Linked DNA regions of Mus musculus: all the other regions are linked to region 3. The links are chromatin contacts, called in public Micro-C and promoter capture Hi-C maps. All regions are on one chromosome and are shown on one strand. Each heading gives the region's core, a stretch centred on a gene start, on an enhancer-like site or on the middle of the called end of the contact. The rest is flanking DNA. Distances are from core to core; before and after follow the strand shown.

The links. Promoter capture Hi-C pulls out the DNA fragments that hold promoters and counts their contacts. Hi-C and Micro-C count contacts between places; a contact is called where the count stands out from the background.
Region 1: a contact with region 3 is called in a Micro-C map of palatal mesenchyme, with 1.9 times the contacts expected there. The contact joins the promoter of Wnt16 here to the promoter of Ing3 in region 3. A contact is called at or near these places in 1 of 484 Hi-C or Micro-C datasets (palatal mesenchyme), 2 of 115 datasets of contacts at active chromatin or transcription factors (bone marrow-derived macrophages and pancreatic cancer cells) and 2 of 9 other capture datasets (adipose tissue and pancreatic islet).
Region 2: a contact with region 3 is called in a promoter capture Hi-C map of pre-B cells. The contact joins the enhancer-like site here to the promoter of Ing3 in region 3. A contact is called at or near these places in 1 of 39 promoter capture datasets (pre-B cells), 3 of 484 Hi-C or Micro-C datasets (pre-B cells, regulatory T cells and rod photoreceptor), 3 of 115 datasets of contacts at active chromatin or transcription factors (bone marrow-derived macrophages, memory CD8 T cells and pancreatic cancer cells) and 2 of 9 other capture datasets (adipose tissue and liver).

The regions. Positions count from the first base shown.
Region 1 is chr6:22,286,271-22,290,723 of GRCm38.p6, forward strand. It overlaps Wnt16 (wingless-type MMTV integration site family, member 16), which reads left to right and starts at 1,957. Exons shown (of 4, transcript NM_053116.4): 1 at 1,957-2,331; 2 at 2,511-2,758. The coding sequence starts at 2,237.
Region 2 is chr6:22,328,349-22,333,451 of GRCm38.p6, forward strand. Fam3c (family with sequence similarity 3, member C) reads right to left here. Exons shown (of 10, transcript NM_138587.4): 4 at 1,231-1,260; 5 at 207-330. Among named protein-coding and RNA genes, the nearest start is that of Fam3c, 25 kb to the right of the region's middle. Within about 2 kb of position 2,448, at least 62 of the 459 cell types and tissues checked have an H3K27ac peak or open chromatin away from gene starts, as enhancers often do. A contact at or near this core is called in memory CD8 T cells, pre-B cells, regulatory T cells and 1 more, where this site is marked.
Region 3 is chr6:21,946,041-21,951,139 of GRCm38.p6, forward strand. It overlaps Ing3 (inhibitor of growth family, member 3), which reads left to right and starts at 3,575. Exons shown (of 12, transcript NM_023626.4): 1 at 3,575-3,753; 2 at 3,998-4,069. The coding sequence starts at 3,726.

The DNA of each region.
Region 1 (4,453 bases), core at 707-3,206, 340 kb after region 3:
CTAGAGGAAACATGAAGGCAGGATTCAGCAGGCTCGTCCATTTGGCCCACAACTCTGGATTATCCTCGCTGTGTGTTCACGGCACACTTTACTTCCCACACTGACTGTATCAGAATGTAATTGTGAGTTTACTTGTCTGTTTTGTCAAGTAAATTATGATCTCTACAGCTGTGTGGTTCAGTGCCAGTCTCACATTTTAACCCAAAGCAGTCTCAATATATATTTCTGAATTAAAAAAAAAAATCAAACACAGTTGGCCTTTAAAAATCAGCTTAAGCAATTGATGTTCTCCACACCCTCTACCCAAACCCAAGATTGCACCCTCTCCAGTTTCCCTTACAAGGAAGAAATGTCTCTATTTTCAGCCTTTAGGCCACTTAGGCATCTGTTCGGGATGTTCCTCATCATGTTAATCCACTCTGTGAGCTGCGCTTCAAAAGACTATCTGCTTCTCCGGGACCAATGGCCGTGGAACAGCTATGGGTGTACTCTGGTCCCTTCTTGGAGAGGCTTAGAGGATAAAGTGGGCTTGGATAAAGGCTCCGACTTTCAGAGAGGCCACTAGCTATTAGCCAAAATATTTCTGGATCAGTAACCATACCCTATCATCAACTTGACTTTCTAAAAATTACAGTGTGGTTTTAGGACCTGGTACGTAGTGTGCGCGCAGTGCTTGCTGGATAAAGGAGTGAATGGGACAGGATGGGTGTGTGAGTGAGCTTTGATTGACCTTAAGTGAGGCTGAGTATTAAAAGCAAGCAAAAGCTGTCCAAGCCTTTCAGCGCTGAGGCTAAGTGTGGTCACCCACCGAGATGATAGCACCTGGAGAGTTTACTAACATTCCAGATGTCCTCTTGGGAGCAGGTGAAAACCCTGTGCCTGTAAGTAGAGGAGGCGGGGCTCTCTGATACCACAACAAAGCATATTCCTGGCACCTTCAAAGGGTTCTTGAAGACAAAACTCTGACTGCTTCTCAGAACCCTTCCTGCTTCTAAAGTACATTTGGTGAAAGCCTAAGCTGCCAATTCCATTTACCTATAATCTCTGTTACTGATGATCAGAATTCATCTGGCCTTAGATTTGTCTGCCTGGCTGGGTTTTACACTGGTGGAAAGGGGTCTTATTTCCACAAACTTCCATAGGTCTGGGCATGCAGTTGGTGTGGGTGCAGGATTTCTGTTGTCGTTGTTTCCACTCGGTAGCCCTGTGGAAGGTATCCTTGGGTGGGGGGTGGGGTCAGTGTGGGTCAGAAGAGGGTAGGGACAGCGTTCATCTATTTGGAATGCTCTAGTCAGCTCTCACCCATTTGTCTGCCTGCCATTTTCCCCCTTAGAAAAGCCTGTGCTCCCAAAAGCTACAGAAATAAGACAAATGAGAAAAGCCATCACAGAACCTAAGTAAAATACGGGGAAATTTGATGGAAAGCTGGAAATAAATGTGTATACAATGACACGAAAAGAACCCTTCTCGCCTATCCTCTCCGCTTCCAAGGGTGGAAAGATCAGCTTTTTGTGGTATCAATTCTGACCTTATAAAGATAATTCACCAGTGAGAAATACAAGAAAGAAGAGCAGAGTGCTCCGCCCCCCTCCCTTCGGGCCCCCCCACACCTTTACCCTTTTTACTCAAAGGGTAAATCTAGATGTGGCTAGATTTTCTCTCAAGGATGCTAAGAAGTGCTCATCGTTTCTTTGCTCTCCGCTTGACTCAGTCTCGCAGTGACCTCCTCTAAGGACATTGTGAGAGGAGGAAAGGTCGTGACACTCCCAGGTCTAGTTAGACAGTCACGGAGGCTCAGCCCAGGAGCGCCCCCCGCAGAGCCCACTGTTAGCCAATGAGACACTGAAGTTTCCAGATGGTGAGGTACAGGGTTGCTGCTGAGCCAATCAGACTCCAGGCGCGGTCAGGGGGGGAGGAGATGCGAGGAGAAGCCTGGGGCGATGGAGACACAGAGACATCAGCAGAAGTTTCTCACCTTGGAAAGTGAGGGAAGCTCCCGCATCTCCAGCTCATCCTCACCTCTGCGCCAGAGGACCTTAGGCTACTTTCTCCGCCTTATCTTGCCTAGGGGACTGCTGATAGTCTCTGTCCTTGCTGCCCTGTTTAATGTTACCTTCCAGGGGAAAGAGAGCAAGGAACAACTGGGTGCTAAGAAACTGACCCCAGGCCCTGCGGGCCTCTGGAGAGAGGAGACAGAGGAGGAGTGGCTGGGGCTGGGGGTCTCCATGCGTGGGCCATGGACAGAGCGGCGCTCCTGGCCCTGCCCAGCTTGTGTGCGCTGTGGGCAGCCGTGCTGTCGCTGCTCCCCTGCGGAACCCAGGGCAACTGGATGTGAGTATGGGCTCTGTGGAGGCATATAGGGTGGCTGGTCAAAGGAATGACCCAACTAGTGGGCTTTCAACTTGAGGCTGGGAGAGAAGGGGTGGAGACCCTAGGAACGCTGACCTAATGCTTTTGGGGTGGGGGAGGGAAAGGGGAGAGGCTTACCTCAGGGGTGCCGCGTCTTACAGGTGGTTGGGCATCGCCTCTTTCGGGGTACCGGAGAAGCTGGGCTGCGCCGACTTGCCGCTGAACAGCCGCCAGAAGGAGCTGTGCAAGAGGAAACCGTACCTGCTGCCTAGCATCCGCGAGGGCGCCAGGCTGGGCATTCAGGAGTGCAGAAGCCAGTTCCGACACGAGAGGTGGAACTGTATGGTCGCCACTACCACTTCCACCCAGCTCGCCACAGCCCCCCTCTTTGGCTATGAGCTGAGTAGCGGTGAGTCACCAGGACCCTCGGGGATGGTAGGACATACAAGGCGACAGCTTTTCTGCGCGTTCCTTCGATAGAGTGTATAGCGCCTGCACAATTCGGTGCTGGCAAGGTCTTCAATATGGAACATTTGGTGCGAGGTGGGGGTGGGGGAAAACTGGGGCAACAAGGGCCAGCCCCCAGTGTGCAGGTGCGGCCCTGGGGAGGGACGTCCGAGATCTACAGAAGGACTCTTAGAAGGGCTGAAATTCTCCTTGCTTCCCCTGGCCCCTGCCAAAGTTTCAGAAAAACTGAGTTCCTATCCCGTCGACCCCAAGGACCCCATGGCGCCCCGCTCCGTGGGTGACCAGCTGGACAAACATGAGGTCTACAGCCGAGAATGATGCAGCCGCATCTGCTTTGATTTAAGCAGCTCTGTGGCGCCCAGAGCTGCGGACAAGTGGCAATTGAAGCACAGCCGCACGTTTTACTGACTCCTGGGAACACCAGGTTTAGTGCACGATGGTGATTTTTTTTTTAAGGGACTGTCACCTGAGCGCGACTTCTGTGTCCCCCACTTTTCTGTTTCTTCCATCTCTCCTTGACCGGGCGGGAGCTCTCTCTGCGGTACGGGGAAAGTGCGGTGGAAAAAGAAAAAGTTCTTCCTACAGACGTGGTGACTTAGCGGGGCTAGTGGTGCTAGGATGCTTCCTGAGATATTAGCAAAGTAGGAGTTTTAGGCCTGAGGCACTGAAAGATGCGCTGTCGTTTTTTTAAAGTTCATTTCCGTTCGTACTGCACTTTGACCCTTCTCCAGTCAGTTTCTGCACGCGCCTCCACAGAGCTGTGCGTCCCAGCTCTGAGTTTTGTCTGGCAAGTGATGCTGAAGGATCCCTGGCCTGGGGGTGGGGGTGGGGTAAGGGCTAAGAACCAGGAGGAGAAAGAAAAAGTAAGAAAGAGAGAGAATGTGTCCTAAACAGTTGCTGAGATGCAGAAGCATTCGTTACCGAAAAGGTTTATTGGACAACCGGCGTGAAGCAGTTTCTATTCCAATCTAAACATCTGGAAAGAAAAAAGTTGCCTGCTGAGTCCTTCCGAGTCTGTTTTATGAATGTCTTAATGGAAATTTGATTTCAAAGATTTTAACTCCAACTTTACTGATGGAGTACAAAGTGCAACTGTTTCAAAATAGTATACTTTTCCACAACAATGCATTTTTACAAGTTTTCAATGATCTTGTTCTCATTAGTTATATGACCATAAAGCCAGCTGCACTGCACTGTGTAAAATGTTTACAACTCAATACCAGTGATTGTTATTCATCATATTCTCCCCCTTTAAAACCTTATCTTTGATGTGAAAGAAAACGAATATGTATCTACCAGTTGTCTTGATTTTTGCTAATTTTAGTTTGCATAGTATCTATTTAAAGAAAGGTCACACCAAAATTTTCTGATTGTATTTTGTGAAAGCAGCATACTCAAAAAAAAAAAAAAAAGATACGGAATCTGTTTCCTTTTTAATTGCCCATTTACATTGTCCATATAAAGGATTTACATTCAACATGTACTAATAAGCTACTTCTGGCTATGAACCACTAAGGCAGGTACTCGTGAAGGTTACACATTTTTTAAAAACATGAATTGTAATATATGAGGAGAGTGGGTGACAATATGACATGTGTCATCCCTATGTGGAATACAGAACAATAATGCTGCTTTT
Region 2 (5,103 bases), core at 1,198-3,697, 380 kb after region 3:
TCATACTTAAGAATCAAATGAAACAGCCACCTGCATCCTACACAAAGTCAGATAAATGCAGGTCTCTTTGTCACAGGGGAGAAAAAAAATCATACAGTGATAACCAGAATTACTGGCTGTTAGCAAAAGCATTTCAGAACGCCATGACAGTCCACGGTCTGTCACTCAATCCACGACCTTCGAGCTCTGAGCCATCCGATACTCACACATTGTCCTCCAGGCAGATCTTGGGTCCCACGACATTGGCTGCTCCACTAGCCATCTTAAAAGCAAAATGCTTCTCTGGGCACGCCTTTGAGATCCCACACTTGTACCTCGGAGGTTTCGTAGCTTTGGGGAGAAGAGAAATACGTTTGAGATTCTTTAGAAAACAAATTAATTAAGATTTCAGATAATTTTAGATCTCAAACTATATACACGAAATCACATATATAAGACATTAAGGTATACCTAGTTAGGGGCTAGAGGTGGGGGTTCAGCGATTAGGAGTACTGGCTGCTTTTCCAGAGGACACAGGTTAAACTCCCAGCAGCCACATAATCAACCATCTATAACTCTAGTTCCAAAGAATCAGATGCCCTCCCAGCATCGTTGAATATCAGGAACACACGTGGTGAGCATACATCCATGCAGGCTGTACACCACACATACTTTAAAAATTAATTAAAAAGGCGAGACACACATTCTTTAATAAACTATAAATAAATAAAAACTTTCAAAATCTGTCAGAATGTTTTTCTCTAAGAGTATCAAAAGAACAAGAAGAAAGGCAAAGCTTCCAATATAAAAAGGCTCCCTTATTCAGACCCTCGTGAGGAATGAGCTAACCTGACAGAAATGGATCGTGCCATATGATCTTGCTCAGCAAGGCAGATTTTACTTAATCATTCTGGAAGTTAAATTTCAGGGTGCCTGAGGCTTTTTAATTGGCTCCTTTGCATTGTCTAGTCCAAAGCCAGGATCAGTGAAAGCTCAGTCCTTCCATCCATCCAGGTATCAGCGGCAGCAGACTCCTCTATTCGATAAACATCGTCTGTGCTTACGCCATGGGTCAGAACCCAAGTGAAGAGCAAACGCCCAGTGGGAATGAAGAGCCTATGACAGTAGGACATCCAACACAACTTGTCTCCTTCAGGGTTTGTTCACAACCTGCCCACACTCGTTGGATAAAAGCTTTCCAATGAACACACAGGATAAAGTACTTATAAAACACCAAGATGAGAGACTTACAACGAATGGCTGAGTCCAGCGCGGATCGAGCTAAGGAGAGAAACAGTTAAGACTATTAGAAAGCACAGGCCCATTGGCAATGACCTACTTTCAACATATTAAAGCTTCTAATAAGCCTAAGCAATGTGTGTGTGAATGACTGCGCATCTACATCACAATATCACTTCAGAGAAGCAGTTACCTGCCCACTATGTAATTCATTATGGGCAAGTGTGTGCTGAAATCCTGGAGAAGCTGTGTTTTATTAGTGAAATGTCATTTTAAACATTCTATTTGATTATTTACTGCAAATTTGGATCCTACTCAAAAAGTCAGCCTGAAAATATATCTTTAAAAGACTACAGTGTGTGTTGATGAACATGATAATATTTAAATGATGCTGCTTCTGCTGCCACGGCTGCTGCTGCTGGCCAGTGCTGGGTACCCACACAGCCCTGGAGAACGTTCATAAACCCATCTTGGGGGGCGGGGAGGGTTGCAAGGCTTTGGAAGTCCAAAGAGGTAAAAGTTGGGGAACCTGAATTTCTCAGAACAAAAGTGTACTGGTTGGCATAATGATATTAATGCTGTTACTAAGAGTTTACTTCATCAGTTCAAGGAAGGGCAAAGGTCAGCTCTTAGCCCCCACAGTGGGTCTCAACTGTCCTCCTTCACAGTTACGCTTGGCGCTCTGTAACACTCCAGTGTCTGATCCCAGTCCAAGAAATGTGGACAGGGACCATCAAAGTACTGTGGGCAGCTGGCTCCTGCTTTGGCAAATTAGTACACAGTGAAAGAAGCTGGCCAGCTGTCTGACTATAAATAGACACTTAAGTTTTTACTTCTGTACTATTTTTGATAACTGTGAGTTTCCTGCAAGTCTACTATTCAAATGATAGAACAGAAAGTTAAAGCTGAAAGGGAGTGGCGAGGTATTTTAAGAGAAGAAACCAAGTCAGAGGCTTCAACTCTCAGAACACTTAGGAGAATATTATACACCACTAAAGTCACACAGCTGGAATGCAGGGAAAGAGTAATGCCCTGGACACAGCACAACAGCCTCCCCAACTCCATAACCCAGGCACAGAAATGATTCCCAAGGAAAGACAGCCACGAACAAGCAAATAACAAGCAGAAAGGGGGAGGGGTAAAAGGAGTGGAGCAAGCACACACGCAGGTGCTGCGGTTTCCCTAGCTCACTCTTTCCATTTCCTGGTATAATTACAGAGATCAGATCCGATGCTTTCGCTCTTTCGAATGAGAAAACTAACCCCCAGAACTAAGTCAGCAATGTGCAGGCTAGACACGCTCAACCTCAGTCTGTCTTTAAGAAGAAAAACGATGTGAAGGTGCAATGGGTAGCGGCAGGCTTGACACCAAGCCGGGTGTTCCCAGCATCCAGACGCTGGAAGGAGAGACCTGACTCTCCCAGGTGGTCCTCTGACCTCCACTCATGCGCCATGAACACATGTACCAACACACATATACAAATATGTTTACACACACACACCACACTAATAAGCACAGTTAACAAAAAAAGCAATTAGCTGGCTGAAGGTGGCACACGCCTTTAATCTCAGCCCTCAGGAGGAAGAGACAGGTAGACCTGAGTTTGAGGCCAGCCGGGTCTACAGACTGGATAGCCAGAGCTACACAGAGAAACCTTGTCTCAAAAAAGCACAAACCAAACATTATTAATTAACTAATTAATTAGTTAAAGAAAAGAATATATCACCAGACTCAGGTGTTTAAATTTCTAGAAAGGAGTACTGTTAAAATCAGGAATTCCACTCTCCCTGACCCGTGCTGGGCTAATTAGACGGCAGGTCATCTGATCTATTATGGTAATAGGGAATGGGAGAGGAAGATCAGAACAGAACTAAATAATTCCACTCTTTCCTATGTGTTAGCTCTGTCAAGTACTTCTTGGTGATTACTGACATGGTCATCGCGTTTCAGATATAAGGAAACGGAAGACAGAGCAGTTAACTCGTGTGTGTTTTAGGTCATAATTGTGATTGGTGGAGCTAGCTTCTATTTTTTAGTGTATGTTTAATTTCTCATTACATTTACTTATTGAGGTGTATGCATACAATGTAATGTGTATGCATATGTTGTATATGTATGGATACGGGCGTGCCAAGGGACACACGTGGAAATCCCAGAGGACAACTTACAAGAGCCAGTTCTCTCCTTCTACCATGTGGGTCCTAGGAATTGAACTCAAGAAGTCAGGCTTGACGACAAGCATTGTTTCCCTGCTGAGCAATCCTGCTGGTCCCAAACAGAATCATCTCATATAGCACTCAGGCTGGCTGCACCACTCACTTCTAAAGGGTGACTATGAGCAGACAGATCACCAGTCAGTCCCAGAGCACAGTGGCAGGGTAGGGACCTTTACAGTTAACTCTTCCAGAAAATGAGATGTGGTGACTTTTTTTTTTTTAAGTAGTCTCAGAGAAGGAAGGGCAGAGTAACTCTAGGACCGGGGAGCTGGCTTCGTGGTTATGAGCACTTTTGTTGCAAAGGACCTGGGTTCCACTCCCAGCACCCACCTGGAGGCTCACCACACCCTCAGGCACCATGTATAAGAGTACTGCAAAGACGTAACATGTGGGCCAAACACCCACATACATGAAACAGTAGAAATAAATGTCTAAAAATTTGAAAACAATCAGATCATTTTGCTGGTTACATTTCAGATGCCAGATCTGTAATTGCTACTTAGTTAAAGACAACGGCCTGGAAATCTGTTTGTGAGTCATCGGGCTTCAGGGTAAATCGCCCTCCGTGGAACATGTGTTAGCTGATGAGAGGCTTGAAGGGAAAGCCATTCTCAAGAAGCACTTCTAGACACGGTTAGTTTACTTGTATCCAAAACCCATCAAAACCGAAAGATTTGTCCCCAGGGCTGCAATTAGGAGAATGTAAACCTGCAGGTAGCAGATGACCTAATTTTCATGAATACGGGTGATTGCTAAAGTGTCAGGTGCAAGCCCAGCCTGGAAGACAAGAGCCTCTCTTCACCTGCATGGTTTACTTCTGACTCTAGGTGATAACCCCGATCTTTCATTTCTTTTAGATAATACATCAAGAGATGGACACACCCTGCCTGATTTCATCAGACTTCCATGAATGTCCTTCAATTAAGTCAGACTATAGGATTAGAACTAAGTTGTACCTAAGCTTTTAATACTGTCTTAACTACCCCATATATGTTGTACTTACCAATGGCTTAGACATAGAAGTCTAAAAATAATTACATCCACAAATTCACTGCAGCAATATCTGCAGTGGTAACCTGGACTTTGTTCAGCTCTGTACTAGTTAAAGGCCCATGCTGAAAACTAACCCCGCATTAAATCAGGGCCAGGAACATGACTAACAGACTGTACAAGTCCCTGTCCAGCCTGTGAATGGGTGGAATTCTAAAGCAAGGGTATCCAGGGTCTCTGCGTATTATTTTTACAAATGGAGCGTGACTTGATAATTCCTTCAAGATTAAGTCTTATTTAAAAAAACTAGTGTTTGTGTATTTGGGAGTGGGACATGCTGGGGACTAAATCTAGATATGCTAAGCAAGGTAGTCCTCACTTACCACTGAGCTACACCCCCATGCCAAAACACTTCATTTAGGAGATTATAGTTTTTAGTTGTTGTGGTTCTTTGCCTTTTAATTTTTATTTTATTCTTTTACATCACAATCTACCTTGGTAGTTTCAATTATTAACTGTGGGCACATTTTTCATTCTTCCTGTCTGGAAATGTCTGTTTTATTTTTCTGAAACACTATGATATAAAGAGCTTGAGACAACGAGCTAGGTTTAGTGAGTGCATGTCTTTAAGCCCAGCACTTGGGAGGCAGAGGGAGGCAGATCTGAGTTCAGGGCCAGC
Region 3 (5,099 bases), core at 2,325-4,824:
TAAAGTAGAGAAGTTTACTAAGGATACCTTTCATTCTCTCTACACAATGCAGATGTCTTCAGGGCAAACATACTTCTTAATGAAGAATTAAAATCCAGTTTTAATCTTCAAAGATTCATGATGGTGGCTCTCTTTGTAAGCCAGGGATGTTAAGGTTCCTCTGAGAACATTCTGCAAAATGATTTAAATTCTCCCTTGGTTTGAACTTTGCTAACCTCACAATTTGCATCAACTTCTGAATCATTTCTTTAAATTCTAACTCTATTTAGGCATTCATTTTCCCTGATGTACGTGGTACATCTTCCGTGCATGCCACTCCCTAGAATTTAGCATGACAGTGGAATCATAACATAGCTGTAGGTAAGTTAATTCTAGCAGGTGTTGCAGATAGCTCAGTGGTACTTGCTGTCAAACCTGAGAACCTGTTTCTTCTTTGGAATCAACAGGGTGGAAGGAGAGAACTGATTCCCATAAACTGCCCTCTGACTTCCACACATAAGCCATGGCATGTGCATTCCCACCACCCCTCCTCCCGCCCCCAAATAGTACAAATCTTCCAATAGCGTGGGGCCTGAAGAGAAGCACAGGTGCAGAGCAGAACCCCAGAGCAGCAGAAAGTCCCAACTGCAATATGGGTAACTTATGAGGGACATGTGACCTGAATGATGATGGTAATAGCAGCTAACATTTACTGAATAATGGCATATAACTGGTATTAATCTAAGAGCTCTGCATAGAAGACAGTTTCACAAGCATCCCCATGTCTTAATCTCTATTGCTATTCCCCATTTACACATATGGACACAGGCACATTGAACATTAAAACCACCTTCAACATTTCACAGCTTTTGTGAGACAGTGACAGAGAAAGTGGAGAACAGTGAGGAAAGAAGGAGAGCTTCAATGATGCAGTTTAGCCACAGGAGCAAGAGGACCACACATTCATGTGCCACAATAAACACACTTGCATTACAGTGCTGTTGGTGTCTTGTCTCTACATTCTCAATTCACACTGTAAGACAGTGCTTAGATGCCTAAGATAGGACCACCTTCAGCACATCCGTGATGAATTAATACGCTATTATCAGGGAGTGTAGGGCTACAAACACAGAGACAGTCCTTTATATCATAGGAAGCACTGCCAAGAAATATGGTGTTGGTTGTGTGCAGGTGGCATCACCGACAATCATCAATTGCATAATTCAATAGCATAGATAATGCAGCTTTCTGCAGGTGCTATGTAGTCCAGCAATCAGGGTTGTGTTCAGTAAGGGAAACAGCATGTAAGTCTTATTCTAGGCTTCTCTAGAAGGTGTGTGTACACTGACTATGTTTGAAATCATCTTAAAATTCCATTTTCCTCACTACAGAACACTCTCTGAGGAAACTTGGTTTACATAGACACGGTGAACTTCTACTTTTGACAGCATGCCATATTAACTACTCTTAATGCAGTATCTGCTAAAAACAATTTTCTAAAAATCTGGGTTAACAAGCTCAAATGGAGCCAAATCGGGTGAGGTGGTGCAAGCCTGCAAAGTCAACATTTTGAAGGTGCAAGCAGGAAGGTTAAAAGTTCAAGATTAGCTTGGATTACAATAGTGAATTGGAGGTCAGCTTGGGCTACCCAGGATCCCATCTCAAATAAACAAATGGATTCAAATGAACTGATATTCTACTAGGACATATAGAAATTCTCAGAATGGATACAGAAGGAATGAGCAAAGGAAATGAGCACGTTTGAGGTAAGCTGGGAACGAAGTCAGCTTTAGTTCAGAGACTATCAATCAAATCTTGGCCATGTAGAATTCCTGCTTGAACAGCTATGCATCCAGCCACTGTAAGAAGACAACGTCAAAAATCAGTTCTCAAGGAGGAGTCTAATAGAAGACAGGATCCCAAGAGGAATAGTCCCTATGTAAGAGTAGGTGAGCAATAAACTCTTTTCATATAAGAGGCCACTAAGAAAACATGCTTGTCTTGGACTTAAGAGGCCAATAAGGAAGAAAAAGTCTCCCTTGAGAGTATATAATGAAGTATTTTCATTACAGGTTCCAATTCAATCTATCGGTGCAATAGAATAAACCTCAACTACATAACTTAATTTGACCCTAAGTTTGATGGTGTCTTGCAGCAAAGTTGCAGAGTCAAATGCTAATATTCTCTAGCAAAACTCGATTTTAACTCCAGCAGTGAAATTTCTCTATATTTATAACCCTGGAAAAGTGAATTCAGAGTTAAAAACCCCAACACAGATGAAATTAGGCACTGTAAACAAACGTGGCTGCTTTTGAACAAAGAGCACAAACAGATAAATAGTTTTAGTACAAAATTTAAATTAAACAGGTGTAGACTAAATATATTTAACATTCAAGTAATAAGAAAATGGCTTTAAAAGAAGACAAAAGAGAATACAAGTATGTCATTGTAAATAAAATTGTAACATAAAAATATTGAGTAGTGAATAAAATGTGTCATACTGATTTATTTTCTTTTGTATGAGAAAGGGTCTTCCATAATCTGGGTTGGCTTCTAATTGCCTATGTTGCCAAAGCTCACACTCCTAATCCTCCTGTCTCAATTCTCCCACTTAGGGGATTACAGGTGTGTGGTGTTATAATCCACCAGATAGTCTAAGAAGGGATCATTTTCCCCAAAACACAGAAGCATTTAGTGTACGAATTTTTATGAAAGGCATTTTTAAGATAGAAACGGGGCGGTGATACACTTGTTATACCACCAGTGAACATTTGCTAGGGTTATTAAAAAAGCCTGCCCAGAACTATAAACATTAACCCAGCTACTTACCCAACATAAATTTAAATCATTGTTAGTATATGCCAGCAATGCATTAAATCACTATAATTTATGGTTGGTTGTTATTTATTCATCTATTTATTTACTTTATTGCGGATGCATTTGAACAGTTGTTTTACAATGAACACAAGATACACCGCAAAACATAACTGGCTACTGAATACTATTTTGGGTGTCTTTTAATTTGGGAAATGCACATTCGCTCCAGTCTCACTATAAATTATCTTAACGTTGCAGGGACACCAATCACTTGTCCCATTTATTTATCAGGAGTGAATAATGAAGATAAATTCCAGCAGCGAGTTCTGTTCTAAACAACCTGAATTTTCCGAACTTAGCCGATTATTCTAGCGTTTGGAATCTTTGCTATTTGCCTAGCACAGCCAGAAATCCATGACTCACAAACGGCGGGCTTAGAATCACCGCCCAGAACAGGTGAAAAGTTGTTCCTAGTTGTGTCAGGCAGGCGCATACAACTCCCGTCATCCCCCATGTAAGAAATCAACAAATAAACAGAGGCACCGCATTTCGGATTCTGGCGTGCCCGTTTCGCGCAGGCGTGTGGTTTCTGTAGTTGCCACTCCAAGAGACACCCTCACTAATGGCCACGCTCGGGGAAAAAGAAGACTACATTTCCCAGAATACCGCGGAGATCCGCACCGGCCGGTTGACGTCATCGCTGCAGACAGCCAATAGCAACGGCGGGCGGCAGTGAGGCAAGCGCCGTCAGGCGCCAAAGTGGAGCCTTTTTTTTTTTCCTTTGCTTTTTTTTTTTTTTTTTTCCTTTGCCGGAGTCGAGCGGGTGCTGCTAGCGGAGGCGCCATATTGGAAGGGACAAAACTCCGGCGACAGCGAGTGACACAAATAAACCCCTGGACCCGTTCGTCCCCGCAACAGTCAGGGCCGCGATGTTGTACCTAGAGGACTATTTGGAAAGTGAGTGCGCGGCGCCGGCGACGCGGCGGGCGGGATCGGCGGCGGGCGGGAGCGCGAGTGGCCGGGCGGGCGGGATGGCGGGAGGGAGGGGGAGCGGGGGATGTTTCTTTCTCACGGTAACTGGCAGCCTCGTTGTGAGCCGCCCCCCCTCCCGTACGCACGCACGCACGCACGCACACACGCGTGACGCCAGCGCGTCCCTTCGCCGTTGGCCCCGCCCTCTGACGGACTGTGCCTTTGACAGTGATTGAGCAGCTTCCGATGGACCTACGGGACCGCTTCACGGAGATGCGCGAGATGGATCTGCAGGTGCAGAGTAAGTGGCGCGTCTCCACGGCCCCGCGCAGCCCCGGCCTCCCTCGGGCATCGCCTGGCGGGTCCTCCGCGCTACTTTTTTCAGGCTGTGACAAGGAGGCGGCGGGCACACCGTACCGTTAACACGCGGGGCACAGCAAACACAGTTGTTTGTGTACTGCATGGAGATGACGACACTGCACCGCAGTGGAAACTCGCGTGATTTTCAGAAGGTTTGCACCCGAGCCTGGATGTGGAAACTTGGAGTTCTGCATTCAGACTTAAAAGTTCATTACATTCCGAATTTCTCCAGAGCAAAGACATAGAAGGGCAGGCTAGGGACCCTAGTGAACTCGGAAGGCCGAACTTTGACAAGTTGCATATTAATGGAAGACACTTAGAGCTGTGAACAGCGTGGACACTTTCTCAGCCAGAAATGAGTGAGAGAGATCAGATTTTAAGGAAATCACCCGCTTGCTCTTTAGAAAACTGTAGACGTTTGATAGGCTTCCCTACTGGTTTCTTGTTTTGTAAACACAACCACGTCATTCAGGCTGGTCTCACACTCAATATGTATAATAATCCTAGGCTTGCTCTAATCTCCTCATCTTCCTGCTTCTGTCTGCCTAGTGCTTGGCTTTTCAGGCATTGCTAGCATTGATTTTTTTTTCTGTCAGTGCTTGGCAGCTTTATATGTGACTTATTTCCAAAATGAACCTTGTTCTTTTGAAAAAGCCAGACTGGAAGAGGCTCAAAGGTAACTTGAGTTTGCTAAGGGCTTGTTCTCTTCATTCATGAGCCTCTGCCGCCCCTGCCCCTCATTTCTGTACCTTTTGTCCCTGACTGTACTTTTCTCATCTCAGTCTCTGGGTCATCTCTTGGGGTGCATTGCCCAATAGCCTCTCATAAATCTGTGACTGGAATAGGTGTGCTTTTTCTCTTTGACTTTAAGGTAGTTGCAGTAGTAAACACCTGCCGAAGCACATTCCAGAGGGATTGAGTAGAGTTTGGTGGCAGACAGATTTGGGTTCACTCTTGGACAGGACGACTAG